2 separate regions of the Sus scrofa genome follow, and region 1 is linked to region 2. Evidence: chromatin contacts called from public Hi-C data. All regions are on one chromosome and are shown on one strand. Each heading gives the region's core, a stretch centred on a gene start, on an enhancer-like site or on the middle of the called end of the contact. The rest is flanking DNA. Distances are from core to core; before and after follow the strand shown. Region 1 overlaps OTOG (otogelin). Region 2 overlaps SERGEF (secretion-regulating guanine nucleotide exchange factor).

Region 1 (6,062 bases), core at 1,635-4,134, 400 kb after region 2:
AAGTACAAAGGTACATCTGGACCTTGGCCTCCGTGGTCTTTTCAAGAGGATGGAAGGTGTCTCTTCAAAGAAGCTAAGAGGCTCACCAGGAACCCTGTCTCCGCTGGGAAAGGGGCACCTGTTTCTCCAGCTACGATAGCCAGTTAGGGCCTGGCATTCTCCCCTCCTCCAGCATCCACCTCCCTCCACCCAGGGCTGCAGGGGGTCCAGAGGGGGGACCTTACCGTGGGCCTTGGCCTTGAACAGAGCAGCCGTCAGCAGGAAGTTCACAATGTCTCCCGGCACTACATCTTCCGCTCTCACTAGGTCGATGGCACTGCCTGCTGCCTTCACGGCCACCAGGGCACCACCAGCTGCCAAGCTGGCCAGCTGGTAGGGGCCCTTGCCTAGTGCTGGAGAGAGGGGGTCCAGTGGTAAGCCCTGCCTCTCTGGGCCTTTGCCCACCTCCCATCCCTATGTGCCCAGCCCTCGCCAGAGGATGCCAAAGAGCTGCTCTGGGTCACTTCCCTCATCCTGGCCTCTTGGTTTCCATGAGGAGGAGCGGACGGAAGCCACAGGCTGTCAGCCCCTGATGGGAACTGACCCTCTGCAGAGCTCCTGAATCATTTCAGAAGAAGCTTCGAAACGAGGCCACCCTTGGAGGGCCTCTGGGGCCCCCAGATGTCTCTCCAGGGGTATGTCCCCCTTTCTAAGACTCTATCACTCCAGCCACTGCTCCATTCAGGGTGGGCTCTGGCAGAAGACATCAGGCCTCATCTCTGCCCACCCAAGGGTTGGAGGATAAAGGCTGGGAAGGCTTGGGCTCAGCTTTAGCTACTTATTTCAAACACGCGTCACTTCTGTATCTCTCGGGTTCTGTGGTGGTTGGTACAGTTTGGACAGGGGCATGGGTTTCCTAGACAACAACATCAGCCTTGCAACCGACCTGCTTGCCTCTGGTATGCCCACCCTTGGAGCCTCCTCCCCACAGCACCCGAGTCACCTTCCTTGCCACACTCCCTGCTGCGACTCCTCCATGGCTCCCCTTTTGCCCTCAGGATAGAATCCAAGGGCCTGGCAAGAATTCAGGGGCCCTTCACGCCCCACCCCTGCCCCTGCCACACTGAACTGCTCTTGCTCTTCCTTGTAAGAGCCCAGCGGCTGTGTCCTTCATTGCGCACCACCACTCTCACTGTCCCACCCACTCAGCGCAGTCCTCCCCTGCTGTGCCTGGGGCGAACGAACGCCTACTCAATCTCTGGGGCCCAGCTCAAATGTCACCTCCTCCGTGAAGCTCTCCCCACACCCTCTCCCCACACACAAGCATCCTCCCACTTGCGCTCCAGCAGCCTCCATGCTCAGCACATGCTGAGCACATCTCTTATGAGAAGGGTCTCAATCAGGGGTCCAGGCAGTGCTGTGCTGGGAAATGGTTAACAATCAGCTCACAAAAAAAAAAAAAAAAAAAAAAAAAAAGAACAAATGAAACCCCATTTGGTGATGTTTGCAGGTTTCCATGGTGTAAAGGCTCCCACCAGCAGTCAACCTCAAAATTCCAACTGGATGTGGAGGGGAGAACACACACAGGGAGTCCTAGCGAGCCAGCAGGCACCGGCTCCAGTGCTCCACCGGGACAGGTATCTTAACTGCTGAATCCCCAGCGCCCAGCAAGAGACCAGAGAAAATGCTGGTAGAAGAGCAGAGTAAGAACAGGACGGGTGGGTGGGTGGAGGATGCTAGAAACAGCTTGTCCTTTGCCAGTTACTGCCACTCAAAATGCCACAGAAGGGAGCAAACTCTGCTCAGAGCCGTCTTGCTGAAATGTCGTGTCTGGTGTCAGACAGACCCCGCCTGTGAGGGACTGCATCCTCCTGAGACAGATTCATGCCTTTAGGGGTTAAAGGTTAGAGCCATCAGGAGCCCTTCAGGGGGCTAACATTTTGGTGAGACTGCAGTCACTATGAATTATCATGTCAGCCCTCATTCTCATGGACCCCCTAACTGGTATCCTTGCCTTTCTAGTCAGTCCCCCATAATTTCACCCAATCTACTCTCATGGGGAGGATGTTTTTCAAACCAAAATCTGATAATGCAGGTAACTGAGGACAAAGCCTTGGGTCCAGACCCATATAGGCCTGCTCCTGGCAGGATGGTATCTGGAAGTAGGGGCACAAAGGACTCTAGAAGTCAAAGGCGAATGGCACCAAGGACTTAAGCACCTAATTCTGCCAACCTGGCCTCATTGCACAAAGATCAGTGCTGGAAACTACTCCTGGGCAGCCCTCCCCTCTCTGCTCCCCACAAGCCTAGTGACGAGATGGACTAATTGGTTCTAATGCTGGACATTAACCTCCCTGAGGTCTTTGGTCATGATGTGCTTAATGCAGAAGTTGGAGCATATCCTGCTACCCTGTGACCCTGGCTAAACTTGAAGATGAATATAACAGGCTATGCTGGGCCATAAGTTTTGGCCTAGCCATCCTCAGGAAGAGCAGGTGGCATTTGCCTCTGCCAACTCAAAGCTTCAGAGACCCAAGAAAATGTTCCATCTGATGAGCTAGATTATAAGGCAAGGGGGCAGCACTGATGCAAGTGGGATTTTCAGGTCCTGGTGAAGCTGTCCTGCATGAGCTCATCCCAGGAAGATAGCCTGGCCTGGGCTCTGGACAGAGGCTGCAGGAGCTGCAGAGAGTAGTCCCGGAACAGCCCTGGGCCCTGCACTGTCAGGGCTGTCTCTCGATAATGGTATCTTCCTGCAGGGCCTCAGGATGGCTGATGCTAGTGAGGCACCAGGGCAGGACTGGCAGTGCCCCAGCTCCCAAGGGGCCACGTGGGGGAAGATGAGCTTACCTTTGTTAAAGAATTCACAGTCATATGCTGAAAGAGAGAGAACAGAGACATCTTGAGAAGCCTGGAACAGATGGACAGAGCCAAGGTCCCTAGTATCCCAGCTCTCCCTCCTTCCCAAGGGCTGGACTTGGCCTGCCTCCCAAACTCTGAGATTCTAAGTGGTCTTTGGATCCAGATGTCCTCTCTGTGCCCCCAGCACAGAGCCTAGCCCAGAATAGGCATTTAGCATGTATCCAATGAATGAATACGAATGAATGCTTGTCAGAAGGATGTATTTTGTGTGACCCCAAAGGGCAAAAATTGAACCAAGGGGTGGTAGCTCCAATCAGAAATGTCATGGAAGGTCCTACAGGAATGCAAGCACAAGACAGAAGTCAGACGTAAGTCTTTCAAGGGCCTTGGGAGGAAGGGGCCAGAGGCCTCCAGGATCCAAGCCTTTTTCAGGCGCCTGGGTACAGTTTCCATCAGGCACTGGCAAGCTCCTCCAAATGTGTGCTCCACACGCCCTCTAGTGGCCTACTGCAGCACTGCAGATTGTTCCCCTGGCATCTCAGCCGAGGATTCCTTAGTTCATGGGGGGAAGCTAGGGTCCATGCAGGGGTCACTAAAGCCAGGAGCAAGACCATGAAGAGCCAAGTGGCCTAGTATATCTGGGATAAATACTGAGGAGGAGTCTCCTTCACTCTCAGGCATGGTCTAAAGAAAGCAACTAACACCACCTCACACCCCGAAGTCCCATGATCAATACTCTTCTTTGCATTTGGCATTGCCCTCTGGAAAAGAGTACCAGGAATCAGTAGATTGACCCACCATGTGGTTCTGGGAAAGTATGTACTTCTCCTCACCTGAAGACTCAGAAGATTGAACTCAAAACTAAGAAGATCTCAAGGCCCTCATTTCAAGTGTGTACCAGGTCCATGGGAGGTCACCCAGAAAAGCTGTCAAGAGCCAGCTCTCAAGAGTCCCACAGACCTGGGTTCAAATCCCATCTCTCTCATACAGTCAGCTGTGCATACTGGGACAAGTTACTTAACCTCTCTGAAATGTAGTGCCCTCCTCTGCAGGATGGGGACCACCACTAGTATCTGCCACACAGACAGAGGCCTGGACTAGAGTAAACCAAGTGCTCATCTCAGGTGCAAAATTTAAGGAGATATCAAAAATCTCAGTAATCAGGATATGTAATATTTTAACACAATTTTTTAAATTTCAAAATTCATGCAAAATATCCATGATGGACAAAATAGCAACATTTTAAAATAAAGATCAGGAGTTCCCACTGTGGCACAGTGGAAATTGATCAGACTAGTATCCGTGAGGATACAGGTTCAGTCCCTGGCCTCGCTCAGTGGGTCAGGGATACGGCGTTGCCATGAGCTGTGGTGTAGGTCACAGACGTGGCTCAGATCCCATGTTGCTGTGACTGTGGTGTAGGCTGGCAGCTGTAGCTCCCATTCAACCCCTAGGCTGGGAACCTCCACATGCCAAAAAAAGTGGCTCTAAAAAGACAAAAAAAAAAAAAAAAAAAAAAAAAAAAAAGATTAAAAAAAATAAACCTCACCACCCACTGCAAGGAAGGTACAGTTCTCTTAACCCTCAATTACAATTCAGAGTGCAAAGCAGGTGCCCCAGATCACTCTGCTTGGTGGACTTGAGTCTGAACCCAGATGGTCCGGCCCCAGCACCTATATAATAACCACTGCACCTCAGAGGGAGGCATCTTGTGCCAGGAAGAGCTTTGGTGTGCAGGAACACATAATAAATAATTAATCAATCATTTAAATGTCTGCATATTTTATTTCATCTTTTAAATCTTTGTATCCATTTCATGATATACATTTACACTATTAACAGTGTATATATGCTCATGTATCTATATGTATATGCACGTGTGCTCAAAATGTTTTTACCTGATAGAAGTGTGCAACCAAGAGCATTTGCAGACCACCACTGCTCTTAAAAAAAACCCTGCTATCTTGTGTTGCCTCTGATGGGGCCCCTGTGTCTCCGCTGACAAAGGGCCTCCATAGTCACTATCTTGTTTGACCCTCCCAATAAACCTGGTGGGACAGGTCTAGTCCCATTCTTCAGATGAGAAAATTGAGCCACAGAGAGTTTGGAGGACTCGTCTGAGGTGATACAGCTTGCAAATGGCAGCGCTGGGTCTGGAACCCAGGGCTCCTGGCTCCTCTGATAAAGTGGTTAAGAGCTTGAGTTTGCAGCCAGACCATCTGGTTCTGCTATCAACCTGTGTGACCGTGAGCATGTTATTTAATCTCTCCGTCTCTCTTTAACCCATTTCTTTGGCTGTAAAACAGAAATAGACAGTCCTATTTCATAGGATTATTTAAGAATTCAATGAATGATGGGAGTTCCCATTGTGGCTCAGCGGTAACGAACCCAACTAGGATCCATGAGGACGAGCATTCAATCCCTGGCCTCGCTCAGTGGGTTAAGGATCCAGCATTGCTGTGAGCTGTGGTGTAGGTCACAGACATGGCTCGGATCTGGCATTGCTGTGGCTGTGGCTATGGTGTAGAATGTCAGCTATAGCTCCAACTAGACCTTTAGCCTGGGAACATCCATATGCCTCTGGTGCAACCCTAAAAAGCAAAAAAAAAAAAAAAAAAAAAAAAAGAATTCAATGATACACACAAGCCAGCTGGAGCCTGACACATAGTAAGTACTCAATAAATGCTGGCCAGGGAGTTCCCGTCATGGCTCAGTGGTTAACGAATCCGACTGGGAACCATGAGGTTGCGGGTTTGGTCCCTGACATTGCTCAGCGGGTTAACGATCCGGCGTTGCCGTGAGCTGTGGTGTAGGTTGCAGACGCGGCTTGGATCCTGCGTTGCTGTGGCTCTGGCGTAGGCTGGTGGCTACAGCTCCGATTGGACCCCTAGCCTGGGAACCTCCATATACCACGGGAGTGGCCCGAGAAATAGCAAAAAGACCAAAAAATTAAAATTAAAATTAAAAAAAAATAAATGCTGGCCAGAGTGATGGGTCCCCACAGGCCTGCACACAGAGGCGACCCCACTCTCCCCTTCAGATGATCAGTTTAGACACTCACGGCAGAGGCGCGGGGTCCTCCAGTCGACGACCACCCCGTGCTGGCAGCACTGGTGGGCGTAGGCAGACACGCTGGCACAGAAGCACTCACAGTCACCGCCCCGGCTGCACCCACATGTGTCTGTCAGGCAGTTTGAGTAAAACCAAGTGACATCAACCTG
Region 2 (6,968 bases), core at 3,790-6,289:
CTTTGTCGCCAACCACCCTCCCCTCCAGTCTTCAACTGGTCAGACTAAGGCTTAGAGAGGAAGTGATTTGTCCAAGGTCAATAGCTAGTTAGCAGATCCAAGAACAGAAGCCAGAGTCACTTGACTCTGAATTTGCTCTCTTTCTATTAAATCTCAGTGTCAGTCAGGCGCATACCTGCCTGTATCACAGGGTTATTGTGAGGTTCCAACGAGCTTAAAGTGCTATGCAGATGTGATATAACATCGTATTTTCTGCTGGTCAGGGCAGAAAGTGAAAATCATCTCATGTTTATAAAGCTGATGCTTTAAATACTCAGTCTTTTAACTTGCTATTTTTAAAAGTTAATATATATTTTTCCAACAAAAGGTAAGGAAAGAATTTATTTAAAAAAAATTGTAGAAGAGTTCCCTTGTGGCAAAATGGGCTAAGTGTTTGACTGCAGTGGCTCAGGTTGCTGCGGAGGCACAGGTTTAGTCTCCAACCCAGCACAGTGGGGTTAAAGGATCTGGCATTGCTACAGCTGTGGTGTAGGTTGCAGCTGCGACTTGGGTTCAGTCCCTGGCCTGGGAACTTTCATATGCTGCAGGTGCGGCCATAAAAAAAGTAAAAGGAAAAAAAACATTGTAGAAATAGAGAAACATATGTCTTGCACATGGTAGATGTTGAATAAATATTTGTTGAGTGAATTAATGAAAAAATAAATTCACGTTCCTATTCCTTGACAAACTGCTAAGAACATTTGGCCTTGTTTCCTGTTTACAGAACTTAAAAAAATATTATATATTATTATGCTGTACATGAATGTGATATCTTGTTTTGCTCTGTTCAATGTTAGCGCCAGAATCCTGCAACTTCTTTGAACCACTTCTTCCCCCCCAAGACCTGGGTTATTTTCCAGCATTTTGGACTAATGCCCCTTCCCCTCTTGTGTTCCCCTTCTGTTTAAGATGCAGGAGAGCTGTATGTTTGGGGAAGCAACAAACAGGGGCAACTGGCTTCCCGGGCTGCTTTCCTTCCTCTACCCCAGAAAATAGAAGCACATCGTTTTCAGAATGAAAAGGTGGCTGCCGTCTGGAGTGGGTGGACGCACCTGGTTGCTCAGACAGGTGAGAGAGTGGCAGAGAGCTTATGGTTGGGGAGAGCAGCTGGGGGACAGCTGTCCAAACAGCTATGAATGCTTGGGATTAGGTTGGTTGGTTTTTACTGATCAAAAAGCTTTAAGTACTGAGAAGGGGAGGCCCCAGGAGCTAGCTCTGCAGTCAGCCAGGTGTGTGGCTTTCCTCTTTGGATCACAGGCTTACACCCCAAAAAGGCTAGGCTGGCTTAGGCTTAACTCCTTCTGGTCCTAAGAGTCCTTGAGGTTTTAAGAAGGAACCCACTGCAACAAGCCTTACCCAGAAATTTGTCCAGGTTGTTGGGGAGTCTTTGCCTTGTCATAGCTGAAGGGATGAGTCTGCTTGTATTCCCACCTGAGTCTAAGTTCAAGGCATCAGAAACTGTTAAGTTAAACATTTCAAGACTGAGGCAAACATTGGCTGAGCAGGCAAATTCCCTTTGTGGCTCAGTAAGTCAAAAAAAAAAAAAAAAAAAAAAAAAAAAAAAAAAAAAAAAAAAAAAAAAAAAAGACAAAAATTCCTTTGTGGCTCAGTAGGTCAAGGATCCGACATTGTCTCTGTGAGATGCAGGTCTGATCCCTGGCCTCACTCAGTGGGTAAGGATCGGAAGCTGCCGCAAGCTGCGGTGTAAGTCATAGATGTGGCTCAGATCTGGTGTTGTGGTGGCTGTGGTGTAGGCCCCAGATGTAGCTCTGATTCAGCCCCTTCCCTGGGAACTTTCATGTGTCACAGGTGCAGCCACAAAAAGAAAAAAACATTAAGAGCATATTTTTGATTCATAGCTGGCATGGCATTTTGATTTAAACTCTTATTAACCCTAGCAAACCCTATACATTGATTCTGACCCTCCCACACAGGCCTTCAGATGTTACCTTCCCAGGCCATGACAGCTGCTTTTGGCTTCTTTATCTTTTCTTGATAATATCTTCATTGATTTTTCATCTTTCCTTAGGGCAGTTCTCCTTTCCTAGACTTCAGATTCCTGACTGTTCTCTGGGTTTGACTCCTTCTTCCCAGTCTTCCTGGAGCTCTCGCTGACTGACTCAGAATTTCCCAGGCAGGCAGTTTGCAATTCTTAAGACCCTTTGCCTATTGTGTGGAGGCCTTCTGAACTTTAGGCATTCTCAGGAATCCTCTTGTCGCCTCTTGGCCTGCTTCTTAGCAACACATGGTCTCTGGACTCGCAGATACTTGGTGACTTATTCCAGAACTTTCTGGCTTTTGTAGGTCTTCAGGTCAGCTTCTTGGGTAAGTCACACTTAACAACACGTTTAAACATATAGACATAAACTTGCAAGTATTCCTATCCGTGATGAGTTTAATTGGTCCTTAAAACTTTTAAAAGTTGTTTTGGAACAGAAGCCTGTGTAAGGAAAGTGTATAATAAGCTTTCCATGTTTACCACGTCAGAGGATGCTCCAAGGAGAGTGTGTCATTGATTTGGAGGAAGATCATGACTTTCCTCATAGAAGTTTAGACTGCTTGAAGATTGGGACCATCTATAGAAATTTTTCTTTTCTTTTTTTTCTTTTTTTTGTCTTTTTTTTGCCTTTTCTAGGGCTGCTTCCATCCCAGGCTAGGAGTCTATTTGGAGCTGTAGCCACCGGCCTACACCAGAGCCACAACAACGCGGGATCCGAGCCACGTCTGCAACCCACACCACAGCTTATGGCAATGCCAGATCCTCAACCCACTGAGCAAGGCCAGGGATCGAACCCGCAATCTCTTGGTTCCCAGTCGGACTCGTCAACCACTGAGCCACGACGGGAACTCCTATAGAAATTTTTCTTAAGGAGACTCAGTGAGCATAGTAGCTGCTTGTTTGTATAATCGTTACTCTCTCTTCTCCTCCAGATAATGAGCTCTGTGAGGGGAGGCACCATTATTAGTTTTGCTCATGTCTGTATCTCCACTGCCTTGCAGAGAAAGTGTTCATTTCCTGCTTTCAACTGTTTCTAGTTTAAAGAGACTAAACAGGAGTTCCTGCTGTGGTGCATTGGATTGAGAATCCAACTGCAGCGGCTCAGGTCACTGCAGAGGCACAGGTTTGGTCCCTGGCCTGGTGCAGTGGGTTAAGGATCCTACGTTGCTGCAGCTGTGGTGTAGGTTGCAGCTGCGGCTCAGATTCAGTTCCTGGCCTGGGAACTTCCTTATGCTGTGAGAGTTCCATTAAAAAAAAAAAAAAAAAAAAAGAAAAAAAAAGAGACTAAATATATTCAAATGCAACTAGGCAGGGGAGAAGGTGAAGATTTCTGACCTCTCTCCTTGGACTCACTGGTCCATGATCAGAAGGCTTGTCTCTGGATTCAAGAATCCAACCAAGTCAGTTATTGTTTATTGGGAATCTATTGAGCGGTGTGCCGAGCCCTGGAGAAACAGAAAAGACATGGGCTGTACCCTCCTGCTGCAATGTGTGATAGGCTTAAGTCTAAGAATACAGAGATGGAAGACTTGCTCATCCATCTGTCTGTCCATCCATCAGACAAATGGTGAGGATCTGTTTATGTACCATGCCTTGTGCTGGAGCTCAGTCCTGCCCTCAAGGAGCCCACTGTCACCAGGGGAGACAGACCTGTCGTCAGATTTCAGTGCAGCAGTGGAGCCAAGTCAGTGCACAGAAGTGGCCCAGACACCAGCAGTGGTGTGAGTCACTAGGTGCTAACAGGTAGGCGTTTCATGCTTAGTCTTCAAAGAATTGCTGTGCAGGAAAATACACTTACTCCCGAATGGTAGTGAGTTTAGCTCAGTCTGTCAGTAAACCCGTTAACTGGTTAGGCAGCCGCCTAATGAAAGACAGAGATGTTGCTGCTTTGATTCCAGCCCAGCAGCCTTGGAACTCATGCTGATTTCCACGTCTGGGCCAACAGCCCAGCCCTCAGGGCGGGAGGTTGGAACCCACATCCCTGACACCATCTGAGTCACCCCAGCTGCTCTGGGGCTTAGCTTCAGGTCTCCACCTCCACTTGAGAGTGTGATTTGGGGGTAATGTTTCAGCTGTTTAATTAACTTGTTAATTCAGATCTCTTGTTTATGCACTTTGTCACTTTCCCCTTCCTCCTAAGACCAGAGTGGTTAAAAGCTGGGATGTTTGAGCGTCCTGGTTGTTGCACTGCGTTTGGGGCAGATGGAAGTCTCCTGCCATTTGATTCTCCAGTTTTGCCCCCTCACTCCACCCCAGCAGCCGTGGAAGCCTTTGCCCAGGCACAATGTCATTGAGAAGAAACACCCAGGGCTTCCGGCCTAATCAGACCCAGCTGCTCATGTTAATGGGAACAAGATTTGCTCACAGGGTCAGAAGCAGCTCATTAGTGCAACAAGGACTTACGTGCCTCTAGTTGTTGTCACAAGCTCCAGTGGTAAATTGTTCCTGGGACCTACCTGCAGCCACATTGGCACAGAGGCTGTCTCCAGTCTTGTTCTAGAAGACAGTAGTGGTGTGATGTTGACGAACCAGAGTTTATGCACAGTGACCACAACTCTGTCCAGGAAGGTGGGATGGGATGGGTGGGTAGCATGAGGAAGGAGAAGTAGACAATGCTTTCCATAGTCCTTATACCAGTGACTCTGTCCCTTAGGGGACATTTGCAATGTTTGGAGACATATTTGGTTGTCACATTTGAAGGGGGTGCTACTGGCATTTAGTTAGAGGCCAGGAATGCGGCTAAATATCCTACAATACAAGGGCAGCCCCCACAACCAAGAAATGCCCAGCCTCAAATGTCTGCAGTGTCACAATGGAGACATGCTGGGCAAGGTACCCATGCCCAGTGGTGGGTGCTAGCCAGGGCAGTTCACGTGGTATCAGGACAACTGTACACTTGTCTGTATGGGAATCTGGGATGCAGCCTCTGCCCTCCCCCTTCAGGAGAGTCTGGTGCCTGCCTGCAGTGCTTGCAATGGAAAAATACTTTTCTCGGTTAGTCAGAGGCACTTGGAAAGAGTCCAAGAGAACCTGTTCTAATCTGGGAAAGTTGGCAAGGTACCTGTGTCTCAGGCTGGTGGAGCTGCATTCTAGAAACCTTTCCCAAGCTGCTTAATGTTCCTGATCATTGTTCTCGGGAACTTCATGGGACTCCTGGGTGACATTATCCAGGCTCGGTGACCTGCAGCTGTCTCATCTGAGATTCTATTTCCTGGCCCAAAGTGCTTCTAGTGAGAGCTGGATGGTGGGTCTGGGTGCCTTCCTCATTGGGTGACCTTAGTAAAGTCACTTCATCTGTCTAGAGTCAATTCCTTTATCTCTCAAGTATGATTTTAAAACCTACCTCCATTCTGCATGCAGTGGCCATGGGGTTCATATGAATGCATTTATGTGAAAGATCTAACTAATTGTGAAACGCTGTACAAACATCTGAACAAGTGGGAGTGACTGTGTTTGGGATGTGGGCATATTAAGAGATAGCAGTTGCTTTTTAAAAAAAAAAAAAAGAGAGAGAGAGAGATAGCAGTTGCTTTTAGAAAGGCTTCTGTTTCGGCCGGGTTGGCGCAGGGCTTGAGACGGGGCTCCTGAGCCGGCCCGGGATGCCATGCTCAAGATCCAGCTCTGAGAGGCAAAGCTTCCTGAGGTCCTTCACTTCTGTGCATCTGGCAAGTGGCTCTTTTATATTATCAACAGTTGGAAGATCTTCATGGCTTATAGATTATATCTCTGTTAAAAAATCTCTGATCATGGAGTTCCCATTGTGGCTCAGTGGTTAACTAATCCGACTAGGAACCATGAGGTTGCGGGTTCGATCCCCTGGCCTCGCTCAGTGGGTTAAGGATGAGCATTGCCGTGAGCTGTGGTGTAGGTCGCAGATGCGGCTTGGATCCGAGTTACTGTGACTCTGGCATAGGCTGGTGGCTACAGCTCTCTTAGACCCCTAGCCTGGGAACCTCCATATGCCGCAGGAGCGGCCCTAGAAAGGGCAAAAAGACCCCCCCCCAAAAAAATCTCTGATCACACTATTCTTCCTTCCTGATATTCTTCCCAAACTGTAATTGTATTCATCTCTTTGCGTTCTTATTTGTTTAATGTCTAGACTCTAAATTCCAGGGAGTGGCATCACCTTCATTCAGGGCAGTATCTCCAGCACCTGGCATAGGCCTGGCACCTAATAGCTGATTAGTAACTAATTGCTGGATGAATGAATAAATGGCGAGGTAGAGAGAAATGTGGCTTTGAAGTCAGACAGGCTGAGGTGTGACTCTCAGCTCTGCCAGCTGCCTGATTGTGTGGTCGTGGTGGCTGGGCCCTCTCCATCACCACCATCGTTCAGGCCACGGTCCCCTCTTGCTGGATCCTGCAGCAGCAGCAGCCCCTGGCTGGTGTCCTATCTTCCCGCATGTGCTCCCCCTCTGCTCCCGTCTGTGTTCCTTACCTCAGCTGGAAGATCTTTTCAAACCCGTGTGTCACATTCCAGTGGCTTCCCGTTGCTGTTATGATAAAGACATTATCCTTAGTGGTTACCAGGCCTGCGTGGTCTGCCCCCTGCCTGCCTTTCCAGCCCCTGTTCTGACCATGCTAGCTCTTGATCTCTAGCTGACCTGTACTCCGGCCTGGGTACTGGACTATGTCCTGTATTTCCCACCGTAGTGCCTTTGCAGCTCATGTTCCCTTGTTTGCCACACGTATCCCTGGACTCCTCCTTCATTTTGACTTATATCAATCCCTCCCCCCAGACCTCAACTTAGTCTCCCCCTCAGGGAAGTCTTCCCTTGACATCCCTAATTAATCATGTTTCCCTTTTATCACTTCTCAGAGCACTCAGCCTCTCCTTTGTGCTGTTTTCTGTAGGATTCTTTAATTCCCATCTCCTAGACTGTCAGCTCCATCCAGGCAGGAGCTGCATCTGTTTGGCTCAGCATTGTGG

What was found. A called contact is a pair of places that touch in the nucleus more often than the background predicts.
Region 1: a contact with region 2 is called in a Hi-C map of skeletal muscle, with 5 times the contacts expected there. The contact joins two enhancer-like sites. A contact is called at or near these places in 2 of 5 promoter capture datasets (fetal liver and liver), 24 of 47 Hi-C or Micro-C datasets (alveolar macrophages, blood, brain and 14 more) and 1 of 2 datasets of contacts at active chromatin or transcription factors (skeletal muscle).

Annotation. Positions count from the first base shown.
Region 1 is chr2:41,541,372-41,547,433 of Sscrofa11.1, forward strand. OTOG (otogelin) reads right to left here. Exons shown (of 57, transcript XM_021083273.1): 31 at 5,903-6,059; 32 at 2,830-2,856; 33 at 225-392. Among named protein-coding and RNA genes, the nearest start is that of OTOG, 46 kb to the right of the region's middle. Within about 2 kb of position 2,885, at least 3 of the 83 cell types and tissues checked have an H3K27ac peak or open chromatin away from gene starts, as enhancers often do. A contact at or near this core is called in skeletal muscle, where this site is marked.
Region 2 is chr2:41,141,207-41,148,174 of Sscrofa11.1, forward strand. SERGEF (secretion-regulating guanine nucleotide exchange factor) reads left to right here. Exons shown (of 12, transcript XR_301734.3): 8 at 949-1,107. Among named protein-coding and RNA genes, the nearest start is that of SERGEF, 31 kb to the left of the region's middle. Within about 2 kb of position 5,040, at least 10 of the 83 cell types and tissues checked have an H3K27ac peak or open chromatin away from gene starts, as enhancers often do. A contact at or near this core is called in skeletal muscle, where this site is marked.